Linked DNA regions of Zea mays: region 1 is linked to region 2. A link is a contact called in public Hi-C data. All regions are on one chromosome and are shown on one strand. The core of a region is the stretch at or near the end of the contact, and the rest is flanking DNA. Distances in the headings are between cores, read along the strand shown. Region 1 holds the start of LOC100282866 (cellular retinaldehyde-binding/triple function, C-terminal). Region 2 holds the start of LOC541779 (plasma membrane intrinsic protein 1).

What was found. A called contact is a pair of places that touch in the nucleus more often than the background predicts.
Region 1: a Hi-C map of leaf shows a contact between it and region 2, with 6 times the contacts expected there. The contact joins the promoter of LOC100282866 here to the promoter of LOC541779 in region 2. A contact is called at or near these places in 2 of 25 Hi-C or Micro-C datasets (ear and leaf).

Annotation. Positions count from the first base shown.
Region 1 is chr5:198,104,662-198,108,326 of Zm-B73-REFERENCE-NAM-5.0, reverse strand. It overlaps LOC100282866 (cellular retinaldehyde-binding/triple function, C-terminal), which reads left to right and starts at 1,842. Exons shown (of 3, transcript NM_001155772.2): 1 at 1,842-2,059; 2 at 2,160-2,433; 3 at 2,529-2,906. The coding sequence starts at 1,927. The coding sequence ends at 2,751.
Region 2 is chr5:197,666,997-197,670,490 of Zm-B73-REFERENCE-NAM-5.0, reverse strand. It overlaps LOC541779 (plasma membrane intrinsic protein 1), which reads right to left and starts at 1,453. Exons shown (of 4, transcript NM_001111464.1): 1 at 1,057-1,453. The coding sequence starts at 1,393.

The sequences.
Region 1 (3,665 bases), core at 593-3,092, 440 kb before region 2:
CACTACCTCATTTCTTTCCATTTTACCATGTCCTATAGAAAAATACCCTAAACCTTAAACCTCAATTCCATCCATAAATCCAATTAACTAATCATCTTCCTTGGGTCTGATCTCGCTATCTCAATTACTATTGGTGCTCTACACGTATTGCAATATCAATTCATACATCGCCTCTACCACCTGCCCTAGTGCTGAGGTGCATCCATCGGCCCGGGTGGGAGAGGCAACAGGACCCATGCGAATGCCGATGTGGATGAGCGGGTCATGCAAATGGATCTCTTTGGTGATTTCCATCTCTATGTAGGTTGTTTGAGCCTTAGTACTAGAGTGTGGAGTCTGCTTGTCTTCGCACTCGTGTGATGCTTGAAACATGTTTGTTTTGCTTGAACACTAGACTATTTGTTTGAGTTGTAGTTGGTCGATGTTTACAACTTTCAGTTGCTAACTAATGGAGGGTGAATCTTGCATTAGCGCAACCCTTGAGTTTTCTTCCCCTCACGACAGTTAGAAGGTTAATGCCTCACAACTCCTCCAGAAGGAAATTTTTAGCGAGTCAACCCGCTCCTGTCATGCTATTATAGGTGTACATTCGGGCCGCCCGGCCCGGCCCGGCCCAAGCCCGAAAAGGCCCGTAATGTTTGAATTTCGGGCCGACCCGGCCCGTTTGAATTTCGGGCCGTGCCGGGCCGGCCCATGGGCCTAGCCCTCGGCCCACGGTCCGACCCGTAATTGCTTAAACGTGCCGGGCTCATTTCGGGCGGCCCGAAATTATAAAAGCCCGAAATTCACATTACGGCCCGAAATTCAATTTTAGGCCCGAAATTCAATTTTTGGCCCAAAATTCACATTAGAGCCCAAAATTCAAAAAAAAATAAAAAAAATAAAAGATAAGACAAATAAATTTGAACAAAATCAAACTTAGTATTTGTATTAAAGTTACCACAACTATGCAATGACTACCTCGTTTATAAATCATTTTGTTAGAAGAAAAAAGAGTATAATCAGCTCTATACAAAGTTCGTAAGTTCAGTTTATTGTCTAATGTTCATAACAAAAGCAAAAATTACATCACACACTCTAATTCAAAGCTAAAAAAACATCTAACTAGCATTATCTCTAGCTTTATGTTATTTATCAAGCACATGAAAGTGTGGTTTTAATAAATATATGGGCCTTTTCGTGCCTCTATATGGGCCATTTCGTGCCTGCCTTAAACGGGCCGTGCTCGTGCCCGCCCATGAGCCGTGACCTCGGTCTAAACCCGGCCCGACACTAAATTATTTCGGGCCGTGCCGTGCCTGGATCGTGCTTTTTTTTCGTGCTTTGGGCCGGCCCACCAGACCCGGCCCAAATGTACACCTATATGCTATGTTATGCTTTAGCTTAGATTCGACACACGGTTGGACACGGCACGGCGTGTCATGGTGTCTCAATTCGACTAAAATCGGCCTGGTCCATGATGAGCCCGTGCCGTCAGCCCGTCACGGCCCATTGGCCAAGTATATCGTTCACTCCTTGCTCCAGCGCAAGCGATGAGACCACGCAGCGCAGCTCATCCCGTCGGCTCGGATCGCGTGCAAGCTGCCGGCCTGCCGCCCACAGAAACAAGTATAGGCACGTCGACCCGATTGTCTGCAGTTTGCACACGCAAGAACGCCCGCCCAAACAGAATTATCCCCAGCATATTCCGCGGGATATCGCATCCACCGCCTGCGCCCATCCCCGCGCGATGGCCCAGTGGCCAGGCCCCGCCGCGCCTGCCAACCCTACTCCCGTCAGCCCACGCCGAGCCGCTCGGACCGGATCGGCCGTATTTAAACGCACCCCCGTGTGACCTCCTCAAAACACGCGAATCGTACCGGTACGAACACTGAGCACGCACGCACGCACGCAAACTCAAAGGAGTGTGACCACGGAACTGAAGCCATGGCGGTTACAGTTGAGAAGGGCTCTATGGGCGAGCCGGCGCTGCTGCTGGAGCGCAGCCGGGCGATCACCCTGCACGGCCGTGACCGGAAGGGCCGTGCCGTCGTCAGGATCGTCGGCAACTACTTTCCAGGTAGTACACCTTACCAGCGATTCAGAATTTGCCCAGATCGCAGGCGGGCTTCGCCGTGCCGTGGTGGAACTGACGGACGTTGCCTCCGCCTCGTTTGCAGCGCGCGCGCTGGGCGGCCGGGCGGAGGAGGCGCTGCGGTCGTACCTGCGGGAGCGCATCCTCCCGGAGATCGGGGACCGCGAGTTCGTGGTCGTGTACATGCACTCCCGCGTGGATCGCGGCCACAACTTCCCCGGCGTCGGTGCGATCCGCGGCGCGTACGAGACGCTGCCGGCCGCGGCCAAGGAGAGGCTGCGCGCCGTCTACTTCGTGCACCCGGCCCTCCAGTCCAGGATCTTCTTCGCCACCTTCGGGCGCTTCCTCTTCAGCTCAGGGTACGGTAGCGAATCCCTGATCCGCTCGGCTGCTGTTTGCATTCGGCATGCCCGCGGAGCAGAATTTTTACGGGGTGCGGGATCTACTCTTGCAGGTTGTATGAGAAGCTGCGATACATGAGCCGGCTTGAGTACGTTTGGGCCCACATAGACAAGGAGCAGCTGGAGGTCCCCGACTGCGTGCGCGAGCACGACGACGAGCTGGAGCGCCGCCCGCTGATGGACTACGGCATCGAGGCGACGGAGACCCGCTGCATGTATGACGCCGCGTCCATGGACACCTCGGCGTCCCTGCACTCGCTCCGCTGCGTCTCCTAGTCGCCTGGACAGTGGCATCCCGATTCCCGCCGGTACGGCGTGCTTTCTGTGTTCTGGTTGGTAGGAGGTAGCTGCATGGCTTCATAGCGCTTCGGTACTGTAGTTTAGCTGTGTATTTATAATGGATAAAATTTGGAGTACCGAGATGGCTTCTGCAAGTGTGCAAGAGTAGCATGGAAAAGCTGATCAAAGAACGCGAACATAGGTAGCAGAACAAGTGAACACCAATAGAATCGCTAATCCACCAAACAGGAACCATAGTGTGATCACTGATCGGTCTTTGCCTCCTATCGAAGACGTTACTTGACATCAAAGAGGTTACTTGGAACAAAGGTGACACAAAAATATATAGAGAAGATACTTGGTTGGCAGGCTAAGCCCTATTTTTTTCATTTCGGGCTCGTTTGGTGAGAGAACTGGAGGGGTCCATGGGAGAGGAACCCCTCGATTGTCCTGTTCACCAAACTAGCATGATTATATAATCCATCTTATAATAGATATAAGCATCTAATGATCTACTTATAGATTATTATAATCTAAATTATATAACCCACCTAATAATCTGTGCTGTTTATTTGCATGGATTATATAATCTCAAAGGTAAACAAACATAGCCTAAGCTATCATATCACATCCCTGTAAACACATATCTCCTATTCAGAGTTCACAATTTCGTTTGGAAGATTCGAATTTCGTTTTTTTACCAAAATTTGACTTCTGTATTTTGTATTTTGAATCAAAATCTAGTTAAAACCTGACCGAAAGTAGAGAAATCGAGGAAAAATGGTGAAATCCATTGTTTTCCAAACGGGAAGGTAAACCTGCTCCTATTACGTCCTCTATTTCAAACTTCAGTGTAATATTAATCCCCTATTTTACACAGTCTATTGTGAACAGCCTAAGCGCAACTACGA
Region 2 (3,494 bases), core at 204-2,703:
ATGACCAGGAAAGTACTATGCAAATTAACCATATGTCGGACCACTACTGTTTTTGAGATGGAATGACCACTGTAGGTTAACTGATATAGTTTTCTATGTACACACCTCACAAGTTAAAATGGTGCCTTTTGTACTTTAATCTTTAATTTTTTACACACAACTGTGGCCCGAAGTGCTGACATGAACTACTAGCATGTTTGGTTTGAGGAATGAGCTAGTCCATCATATTCTCACTCCTCACTTTTTTTGTTTGGTTTGTGGAATAGAATGAGTTGATCTATCATCACCTCATTCCTTATAGTTAGTTAGTTAGTACTAATATGAGGAATGGGGTCATCCCACCAAATTTGAGGAATGGATCCATGATGCACCACCATATTTTGGATGGAATGATTCCTCAAACCAAACACCCCCTACATCTGGCAGTTGATGATGCCTTTGCATAATTACACGCAGCACATGCTATAGTAGTACAGTATGTTACATGGTTTTTTTTTATTGCGGGTCAAATCTCCCTAGGTGCAAATAAGGTACAAACTGGTAACAGACAGAAGGGCCGGAAGTGGCTTAAGATCTGTTTTCTTTTTAACAAAATAATGAATTAACAGGGGCTTGCTAATCCCCATGCTCACGGCATGTATAACTGTGAGAAAGCTCTACTGTTTCAAAAGAAAAAAAAAAGGAATTTAAGATTCTCAGTTACTGATATCGGCTAAATATAAAATTATCTCTTTTTTTTGTCGTCTTCTTTAGTAGTGTTACTGACTGTAATCAGTGTATCCAAAGTAGGAAGTGGAGCAAATTCAATACGTCAGAGCGTATAGCAAAGTGGATACCCTGCCTATACATGTTGCTTTTTTTATTTACCCCAGCTCTTTTGCTTGAATATCTCGGAAAAATTGCACAGTAACTAGTCGGTACCATGAAGGGTTGTTACTGAGCTAAGCAAGTTGACGGACCAAAAGTGTAACGAATAATTGCAGTAAATTTAAAAAGTTCGTCCCATGGAATCTGGAAATAGAAGAAGCCACGGCAGCAAGAAGGGAGAGAGCTGACCGGAGATGCCGGCGGTGCAGTAGACGAGCGCGAAGATCATTCCTCCGAAGGACCAGGCGATGCCCTGGATGCCGACGGTGGCGCACTTGGAGGTGGACTTGGAGACGCCCATGACGGTGAGGATGGTGATGTAGAGGAAGAGGAAGGTGGCGACGAACTCGGCGATGCCCGCGCGGTAGAAGGACCAGGACTTGAGCTCCCCGGGCTCGAACAGCGGCGCCGGCGGGGGCTCCTTGTAGTCCTTGTCGTCAGCGGCGCCCTGCGCCGCCGTCCCGATGGGCTGGCGCTCCGAGAACTTGTTGGCGCCCAGGCGCACGTCCTCCTCTTTCCCCTCCATTGTTTTGCTCCCCGCCTCTCTCTCTCTCCTGCCTCGCGCGCTTGTGCGGTTGGGCTCGGCGGTGGTTTCTTGGAGCAGCGGCGTGTGTCACTGAGGCGCTCTGCCCCGGTGATTTATAAAGGCAGGCAGAGGGAGCTTGGGAGCAGGTCAGGTCAGGGTAGTGGTGAGGAGAGTGAGCAAGGAAGACACGGACGCTGTCCCTTCTGGAACGGAAGAGAAGGTGGTGGCGAGTTGTCGACACGGGAGTTGGGGACGGGGCCCACAGGCGAGATTCCGTTTTCTCCTGCGTTATGTCCAGACTTATCCAAATTGTTTTTTTTTTGTTTGTAGCGAGAAGCATTGAAACGAGGAAATACGAAATGGATGTTTTGTCAAAGAGAATGAAGGAAAAAAATATATGCGTGGTTGCAATTGCAATATTCTTTCACGGGGCGTTTAGATCCATTTATTTTAGAGAAATTATAATTTACTTAATAAAATAATTTATTTAGCTTGAAATTTAATATTTCACTAATTTCCAAAGTTTAAATATAAGACTTTTTCAAGTTCATGGGGTGAAGAATAAAAAATGCTTTTATGAATCGGTAGAATGTATTTCTACTTTGCAATATATAGGACGTTTTTCGGGTCACTACTTTATAGTAAAAATGTAACACATAAATATTTTTAACATCTTATCAATAATAATATATAAATATATTTTACATAAAACTATATTAGCTTAGTTGATATGTGCCTAAGTTACTATTATTAGAATAGAATTGGATTCCAAGGATGCAAACGGGTCCTCAGGGTAATTGTGACTATACTCTTCTCGACATTACAATTATGATTTAATCGTTTTTCAACTTTGGAATTTTACCTCTGTTTTAAAAGGGAAGCTATCGTCTGCCCCTCCCTTGTAACATGGTTTATGAAAATCAACTTTAGCGATTAAAAAACGAGGGATAAAATCACAATTGTAAGGTAGGAGAAGTGTATAATCACCCTAAAAATAATGTTAGATTTTTTGGGTTAATTATGATTATACTCTTCTTTCACTTTGGAATTGTGATTTTATCCATCATTTTTTATTTTCTAATCACTAATTCTGATTTTCATCAACGATATTAAGGGGAGGGCAAATGGAGGCTTCATTTTCAAAACAAGGTAAAATCGTAAAGTTGAAAAGCGAGAGATAAAATCATAATTGTAAGGCCACATAAGGGTATAATCATAATTGCCTCTTCTTTTTGCGCCCATTGTTGTCAATATATGACCAGTAGATTGTGCATATAACCGTACAAAAATATTTTACACTATTTTGAAATGGAATATAAAGATAAATAATCTGTTGAAGATAGTTTTAAGCTGCTTGCCTTTTGTTATCATGACTAAAATCCCACCATATATGCACCATCCATAGCAAAATTCTATGTACCCACAAGATAAGTGCATGTAGCCTCATCGATCTCCGGCAAAGAATTTACTGCTCCTTGTTGTTGTTGTGATCCTGTCATTATTGCTTTTAGCATGTGCTGATAGCGCATGATTTCATTCCTTGCGTTGGATGATCGATGGAACATGAACCTAACCTCTTTGCTTTGTCACTCGGCAACGGTATGGTTGTCTAGAAGCATCGCCGGTGCGAAAACTGCAGTGCAATTCAGGCCATATCCTGAATTCCTGGGTATATATATCCGCTGGTACTTTTAAAAAGAATTCAGGCCAGTGTTTCAGAAATATCATTATCTTCAGTGGAGCCGTGAATTCCCCGTGCGCATCTTTATAGATATGTGAACAGTATAGCATATAATATAAAATAGTGTTTTATATGGTCATAGGTTCTATATACAATGTGTCCGCCATAGCATTAAGACAATACGCTGCATGATCGATGTTTCTCCTTTCGCTCCTGAAAATAAAAAATAAGTCTTGATGCACCAAACCCCTAGATCCATCTAGGGCTTATTCAGTTACGTCGATCAAAAAAAAGATTGAAAGAGATTAAATCCCTAATTAACTAGCTAGAAAGAGATTTAATCTTTTTATGGATTGACTTAACAGAACAAGCTTTAGTCGGTGACACCAGTGAAAGAAAGGCAAGCAGCCAAGGAGTCAA